Regions from separate parts of the Zea mays genome. Here region 1 is linked to region 2. Evidence: chromatin contacts called from public Hi-C data. All regions are on one chromosome and are shown on one strand. The core of a region is the stretch at or near the end of the contact, and the rest is flanking DNA. Distances in the headings are between cores, read along the strand shown. Region 1 holds the start of LOC103626673. Region 2 has its middle 16 kb from the start of LOC103626671.

The links. Hi-C and Micro-C count contacts between places; a contact is called where the count stands out from the background.
Region 1: a contact with region 2 is called in a Hi-C map of ear, with 1.9 times the contacts expected there. The contact joins the promoter of LOC103626673 here to the enhancer-like site in region 2. A contact is called at or near these places in 2 of 25 Hi-C or Micro-C datasets (ear and tassel).

The regions. Positions count from the first base shown.
Region 1 is chr5:87,902,529-87,906,845 of Zm-B73-REFERENCE-NAM-5.0, reverse strand. It overlaps LOC103626673, which reads right to left and starts at 2,275. Exons shown (of 4, transcript XM_020538437.3): 1 at 1,729-2,275. The coding sequence starts at 1,902.
Region 2 is chr5:87,785,686-87,789,950 of Zm-B73-REFERENCE-NAM-5.0, reverse strand. No RefSeq gene overlaps it. Among protein-coding and RNA genes, the nearest start is that of LOC103626671, 16 kb to the right of the region's middle. Within about 2 kb of position 2,275, at least 5 of the 20 cell types and tissues checked have an H3K27ac peak or open chromatin away from gene starts, as enhancers often do. A contact at or near this core is called in ear, where this site is marked.

The sequences.
Region 1 (4,317 bases), core at 1,026-3,525, 120 kb before region 2:
CCGCGCGCGGGCGCATACGGTAAAATCTAATTCAAAGGCCCGAACCGATTTTTTTTCCTTTATCAGTGGCGGGGTTCAGTCGGCAGGACGGGGGGCAGGGAAATGTTGCTATACTTGGCAAAACAGTTTGGATAACCAGGCCTATTAATGGACGGGGAAGCAAGCGGAAGCGCAGCAGGAGGCTGGCGATTACCGCAGAGGATCCTAATCCCAAGGATTGGAATTCCAATGAAGAGGCAGCGGTAAAACCTCCCCCCGCAGCTTTTTTTGCCATTTGGGTTCGAGACTCCGGCTCCCGCAGCGCCAGCATATCCGGATGGATTAGTTGCTGCTGCATGAAAGTAGGGGGGAAATGCATGGCTGCAGCTACAAGACAAAGCTACGGAGAGAAAGAAGAAGGGTTTGCATGCCCCGGGTGGGGGGATTTGAATTTTCGACCCTCCTCCTCTTTAACTCCCGAAAATTTAAAAAGGAAAAAGTTTTGCCATGCATGCATATATATTTTATAAAAAAACTAAAAGCATGTAATGGCTAGCTCGTTGAGGAAACAGTTGCATGCAGGTCGCGATGAACGCCCGGGTACTAATTCCAAAAAAAAAATGCAAGGGAGGTCGGAGTAGATAATGTTCCGTAACGAGAATTTTTACTGCCTTGTCCTTGTTTGTTAGTACTACGTACATACACAGGATTTAATACCCCGGTCAGGCAGGAAGGAGCAGACGAATTATATTAATTATAGCGATGAAGAAGTAGCACTGCTCCGGAGTCCTGGAGCGGGTGCGAAAATCATGGTTGGGATTGCTGTTACAGTGGCGCAGATTAGGACTCAATCAGCGCCTCCTGCTGGCTTATAAACCCTAATCAAGGGAGTGGCATGCATGCATGCATGCATGGGTGGAAAAGGGAATGGATGGATGAGCTCATGACCCAACCAAACCAAACCTCGCAAGGCGACAAGGCGCTGCGCGCGCGAGGAATCAAGTACGTGCAAGTTTTGCAACAACCTGTACTGCCTCTGCCTGCCTGCGAGGAAGGGAGAGAGAGAGAGAGAGGAGAGCGATTAGCGAGATGGGGTTTGGTTTCCTTTCCTTTCCCTTGATTCCTTCCCGCGCACGGACGACACGAGAAGAGACCACGCATCAAATCAAATCATGCGAGAAATGGTAGGGGGGAAATATTTTTTTGTTTAGGCTAAAGCCGGGACCAAATCTAGTCCAAGGAAGGAAGGAAGGAAGAGACAGCACGCGACAAAACAAAAGCGAGATACTACACATCCAATTCCCATGCCCCTCCTCCTCTACACTTGTAGTACTACTCTAGTAGTAGTATATAGGAAGAAGTAGCGTCTAGTGCTATATACGCCGAGGAATAATAAATAAACAATTAAATCAAATAAAGAAATCGATTGATTGGTACTCGTCCCCGCCGTTCCCATCCGTTGCACAAGAACCGAGGCCACCAGCAATAACCCCCAAAAAGCTGCCCCCCGGTGGCGGTGGCGGTGGGGAGGTGGTGTGTTCATCCAACAACAACAAGAAGCGGAGCGGAGCGGGACAGCGGCGGCGAGAATTGCTGCGAAGCTAGCAGGAGTAGAAACTGAGCAGATCGCCCGGCCAGGTGCATGCCACGCGACGCCATGGCAGCCTGGCAGGGAGAGGGGAAGGCCGCCGGAGGAAGGAAGAGGAGAGGCCGGGCGAGGAGGAGGACGACGACGAGACTCGCACTCACCTGGAGGAGCGGGTGGTGGCGGTGCGCGGGGGCGCAGTGCGGGCAGATGCTGGCGCAGCAGGCGAGGCAGAAGATGTTGCGCTCGTTCTTCTTGCGGGACTCGTGCGCGGGGCACGCCACGAAGAAGCTCTCCGCCACGAGCCCGCCCACCCACCCGGCGGGCGCCATCCCCATCCACCACCGCACCGGGACCGAGGCCGGTCGCTCGGTCGATCTCCCGGAGCCCGCCTCCGGCCGGCACGCGGATCTCTCCCTCCTCCTCCTCCTCCTCCTGGGCTTGTTGACTGATCGCTCTCCCTCCGATCCCTCTGGCAGGGCAGGGCAGCGCGCAGGCAGCAGAGGCAATTCTGCCCGCCGTGCCGACCCCGGCCCCTCCTCCTCTCCTCTCGCTGGGGGCGCGCGCTGGGCTGGTTTGTTTAGTAGCGGACCGGGCCGGACTGGACCAGACCGGATCTGCGGTGGTGGTGGTGTGGTGCAAGGCAGGGCACAGGGCAGGCAGGCAGGGCAACGGCGCACTAGTACTATTACGTGTGCCTTGTCTCGTAGCTGCGCTGCCTTGGCGCTCGCGGAGGGAGAGAAAAACGAGGCGAGAACAAGATAGTGAGGGAGCACTACAGTAAAACTATACAATTCCGACGGTCGTCTTATGTCCGACGGCCCCGTAGGCAACCGTCGGACATACGGTTATGTCCGACGGCCAACAGCGGCCGTCGAAAATAAAAAAATATAACCGACGGCTGGCAGACTGACCGTCGGACATTACCTTATGTCCGACGGCCGACCCCCTGGCCGTCGGACATTAGCTTATGTCCGACGGCCTCGTACCGAGCCGTCGGACATAAGGCTTTTTAACGCGCGGTTCCGACCCGCGCGCCTTCAGTTTCACCCGAGACCGCGCGTTTCTATCCTGCCGCCGCCGAGCACGCCTCCGCCGTGTCCGAGGAGAAGCCGCCGTCGCCGCCACGCTCGTCGCCGCCACGCTCGTCGCCGTCCCGCCCTATCGCCGTACCGCCCGCCCCCACTGCTCGTGCTCCGGCGCCCGCCGCCGCCCCACCGCTCCGTGCTCGTGCTCCGGCCACCGCCACGCCCGTGCTCCGGCCACCACCGCCACGCCCGTGCTCCGGCCACCACCGCCCCTAGCTCGTGCTCCGGCCACCGCCACGCCCGTGCTCCGGCCGCCGCCGCCGCCGCCCCGTTCGCCGGTCGCCGCCGCCCCGTTCGCCGGTCGCCGCCGCCCCGTGCTCCGGCCAACGGCCCCGTGCGCCCGCCGCCGCCCGTGCGCCCATCGCCGGCCGACTCTCCACACCCGCTAAGTGAGTATACTTAATTAGCAATTTTGTTTATTAAAATTGTATGCTTTTATTAATGTATTTGATTAGAATTGTATGTTTGTATTAATGTATTTGATTGAAATTGTATGTATTAATGCATTTGATTGTTTAGTTTGTTATGTCCGACGGTCAAAATTTGATTAGTTAATTAAAGTAGTTTGTTTTACTTTATTTAGTGGTACTTTAGATAATTTTAATTTTTAATTTCCGAGGGTAATTATTATGCCCTCGGAAATAAGGTCATTTTATATGATTTGTCATCTATAACAATATTATTTCGTATGTAATATTGTATTATGGTTTATTAGTTTAATTATTTAATAATGCACGATGATTATAGTTAATCATAGTGTATCGTAGTGTGAACAAACGAAACCTAGGCGTCACCCGTTTCGGCCCAACACACCTTACAAGCGACGCATGTGAGGTATGTTGGGCCGGAATTGTCCCTTTTTTGGACAGCCTCGGGGTGACCGACAGAGTCCGTGTTTATGACAAAAGCATGTGCTCCTGCTTAGTTTCGGCAGCATAACCTCTCTGTTCTTCAATTGCACCATTTTTAGGCGTGCGATTGGAGAACAACGGGGTTATGCTGCCGAAATTTCGCACGACCACATGTCTTGTCATAAACACGGTCTCGTCGGTCACTCCTGGGTGGGTTTAGGACCTATCCTTTCCTACAGATGTAGGGGCGTGATTTCTTCGTAAAAACGGAATGCACGTGCAGTACTTATCTAATTAAGTTAACGTATCGTATCTAGTATGGAGGAGAATCGTCGATGGATGTATGAAGGTTGGAAGAAAAGAGGTGCTCTATCAAGTGAGTGGGTGGCCAAGACTGATGCTTTTCTCGACCATGCTTTTGCTCGGTCAGAGACTGGAACCGATGTTAGGTGCCCTTGTAGCAAGTGTCGGAACATTAATTTCCTTGACAGGAGGACTATGTCGATACATATTTGCAAGAACGGTTATATGCCAGGCTATGAGGTGTGGGTGCACCACGGTGAGGACCCACCTCGTATTGTATCGGAAGTTCAGTCACATGAAGAGGAGGACTACGATAGGATGGAAGAGATGCTTGACGATGTACGCCATGAGTTTCTAACCGTCGATTCGGAGAACCCCGGTCAACCCACCGAGTTTGAGGATCCAGCTACACCTGAGGTTCAGAAGTTCTTCGAGCTCCTTAAAGCTGCCGAAGAGCCGTTGCATGAGCACACAAAAGTGACTGTCCTTGTATTTGTGACTCGACTTATGG
Region 2 (4,265 bases), core at 1,026-3,525:
TTTCCATGGCTTCGTAGAAGCCAGCGAGTGTGGGATCCACACTTTTCTTATCCTCGGCCATTTCGGTGATGATCACTGCAAAAAGCCGAAGCTCAAAAACAATTGCACTCACAGAACAGGAAAGCTAAAACGACAACCGCAACACAAAAGCTAGATGGCACGAAAAATATCTGCAACACAACCTTCTATATATATACTCAGAGCCCCACAATTCGGTGGGTCCCACGGCTCAGAATGATTCGCTATTCTAGCGAAGGGAAGGTGTTTTTTCGGACCTTCGACTAAAGGCCTTCGTTCACGTCGCAGTCTAAATTTGTTACAAAAGAACAAATTAATACTGTGAGGGGCTACTATTGGGGGTCTTCCTTTTCCGAAGGTCCTCAAAAACATAATTAATCATTTGCTTTCAGCATAAGCTATTACAGGGAGCTTCGTCTTCAGGATGGAAGTCTTTCCTCCACGATGAAGGCATACGAGACGAAGATATGATTTAAAGATGATAAGAATAAAAGTCGAAGCTATTGCCAGAGTAATAGCTTCGGCTTATAATGGTGATGAAGACTGGTGATGATGCTATCCGAAAGGAAAAAAGACTGCTTAGTCCTTAATGATTTATGTTACGATCATAAGTAAACGTCAGGGACATAAATGTACTTTTATCCGGGCTGCGTCCCGTGCCTATAAATAGATGAACAATAGCATCGTACTGTTCACGCTGATTTGTAATCTCTCTCGCATCAACACCTTCGAGCAAACCGAAGGTATCAATGTAATACAAATTGTGTTGATATTCATACATATTTTATGGGATGTAAATATGAATGAATCAATGAGTTATATTCATTATATTTATCTTTATGTATTCTTATTCATCTTTAATATGATAAAGGCATGTCCTTCACGACCTTCGTCTGATGATCATTATACTCACGAGGAGATAATGATTCGAAAGACGAAGGCCATTAATACTTAACAATTGTGTTGCCTTGTTCTTGATTTACAACATTTAAGAACAAGTGACCAACATTACTCATGTCATAATTTCCGACCTCATATCAGATTTTCTGGCCTTTGTAGATTCTGAAATTATGAGCGTGATCTTAATTGAACACTTGTTCAACCCCGCTCCGGCCTTCCAGACGACACCTAGATCCTTTTAACATACGCAAAAGCAGGTTCTACTTTAATAACCAGGAGTATTCTGGTCACTTTTTAGCTTTTCTCTCGTTCACCCCAAGATAATACTACCTTCGTTCTTGAATATCTATCGTCCGCTAGTATTTTGAACTAAAAACGTGACAAATAAAAAATAAGGAATGGAGTATATTACTCTAATATATAACCATATTGTCTAGAGCCAGACAGCCAGTTATCATAACTGAAGAGTATCTTCGAAGAATGGTAAAGCTGAGTAACGTACATTAGTAAACATTACCGTTGAAAAGGGTCAGATTTATCCCCTTTGTTTACAACAACAATAATTAACCCTTGGACAATGGCTTGGGCCAGGCAGAGGCAGCGCGCGCGATCTGGACTTGAGACATGACGAAATGGACCTCCTATCTGGATCTACTGACTACTGTATGGACCAGCAGGCGGCAGCTCGACACAGTCTCGACTCAAACAAACGTACTGTGTCCTGTCTCAACAAGTCAACATCCTATACAAGTATTGTATTGTGCTCTTCACCTTATTAGCATGTCTTGGTTTGGGCTGCAACGGACTGCTAGGGTACGTTTGGTTACAATAACAGGATGAGACAGAATAAAACGATCTCTCGAATAAGGTTGTTTGGTTCAGAGTCAAGGGTTGAAACATAATTATCCTAGTGTTGTTTCCAGTTTGTCTCTTAAAATTAGATGAAACAGACGTTCCTATTCCGACTGTCCCGCAACCAAAGGCATTAGTTACCAGTTTACCACCCCGATCCTACTTGTATTGTATGTGGTGTTTTCATTCAGCAACTCAGCATTCCTTCGTCTAGCTCAGCCCTTCGGTTTTGCTGCTCTACTTCCACGAACGGTTCCCAGTACTGCATGCATCATGCACGCACATGCACGAGCCCGAGACCGCCTTAACAAAAAAAAAAAAAAACAGCAGGTCCTCCGACAAGACCTGGCTGCAGGAGACATGGAGAGGGAAGAAAAAAAGCGCGCAGGCGCAACAGCCAACAGGCGAGTCGTGAGCCCGTGAATCGAAGCAGCAGCACGGCACGTACGGGCATGAGCATGATCGGCCGACTCGATCGATCCATCATCGTCTATCGGTCGGGACCAGGACCAGCCTAACGATTTGTACAACTCGACTGGATGGGAGGCAGCTGTACCTCGAGTAGCTCGAGGCCTGGGTAGGGATGAAAAGTGTCCCGGAATTTTTTGGAATTCCGGAAACATATTTCGAAATTTTTCGATCGGAACGGAATCGATTTTCAGAATTTTTTATCGGAATCGGAATCAGCGTGATGTTTTATCGACCGCTTCTTTCGGTTACAGAAATTACCGGATTTGTGTCTCGGAATTTTCCGGAATTAGGTCTCGGATTTTTTTCGGAATTTTCCGGCATGTGATTTTTTCGCATCGCCTGTACGTCTCTGGATAAGGATTACTTATTTTTGTATTTTTTTTGGACGCTTTAAGATTTTTTTGGATAGATGGTGTTGGAAGGCCGTTGAGATTAATGATTTGGTCTCTCGAACGAATCAGACCTTTTCTATGCACATGTTATGTATTAGTAATATATAATGATAGAGAGCCGACAGTCTGTCTTTTCCACACGCTAGATTTTAGGGTTTTCCTGTGAGGCTGTGAAAAAACTCTTTATGTGAGGAAAAAATATTTAATGAGTAAGCATGCCATATCAGCTAAATCGAGTGGATATTGTGAATTGTGAACTTTGAGTCTGTGAACTTGTGATCTTTATGAACTTGTTATACTGTAAACTTGTTATATTGTGAACTTTTGATCTTTATAAACTTTTTATATTATAAATTTGTGATCCTTGTGAACTTGTTATATCATGAATTGTGAACTTGTGGTCTTTGCGATCTTTTGTCAACTTTGTTGTATTGTGAAGTTTGATATGTTTACCGATCGTATTTAGATTTCGACCGTTACCGGTATATTTTCCGCACCGAACTTTCGTTTCCGATGTTTTTGAAATATCGATATCGTTTCCGTTTTCGGAGTTACAGTTTTCGATTTTGTTTCCGATAAAAAATATAAAAACGATAATAGTTTTAGTGTTTACCGACCGTTTTCATTCCTAGGCCTGGGTGTCGCTCTTTCTTTCTTTCTTGGCGGCTTACGTACTGCTACTCCAACGCCATGCGTCTTCCAAGTTAAAACATCATTGGCTTTGGGTTGCTCGTGCATAAACATGTGCAGAGCACTCGGCGGCCAACCATTCAGTAAAGATCGACCAATGGGTGGTCCAGGTTATTTACCAGTAATCCTAATTAGTAATATGCGCCTAATCACGACTAGCTCGTGAAGTCGTGATAACGATGTAACTAATATTCTAATAGATTACTTCCCAACCATCTCGGTCAATTTGCTTCTTATTAGTATATAGTACATGAGCATATGCAGCCAGCATGAGATCCAGATTTTTGGTCCGGTCTGCTCATGCCTGTACTAGCTCAACCCGCACCAATCCGGGTCTGGACTGGTCCCTTAGCACGTTGTACTATCTTCAGTAGATCCCTTATTCAATATTTTATCTTATCCCTTATTTTAAACTTCACTCTTTAAACAGTGCCATGTACAGTTTCGCGTCCCCCTATTTTACATGAACCACCGGATAAAGTCTTAGGTGGCACAAATCAAGGCGCGCTAGCTAGCTAGGAGATGGGATACAACCCTGCCGTTGTGGCCATTCTCCCTTCTAGCCTCCCACCTCCAAACCCTATCCCCATCCGCCTCTCTTGTCGTTATCTGTCATTGTTATCACCTCTCTCATCGTCCTCTCTATCTCTAATGATGTCTACATTACCGGATCTTGTTAATCTCCTCTCGTCCTACTATATGATAGCCTTTTCTTCCTTCCCACCTCTCTCCGACGACCTTTCCACTGTTGGATCTTGCATATCGTCTGTCTTCCTCCTCATATCTTGGATTATTTCCCTCTCGATCCCTGTCTAACTGCTCTTGCCTTCTATTGATCAATCTCACTGCTCACTGTCTATCGGGGTGGTGCTCCCGCTAGCACATATCCTCATCTCTGCCTCTCCGGGTTAGAGTTCCGGTTGTGTAGGTTTGTAACGTCAA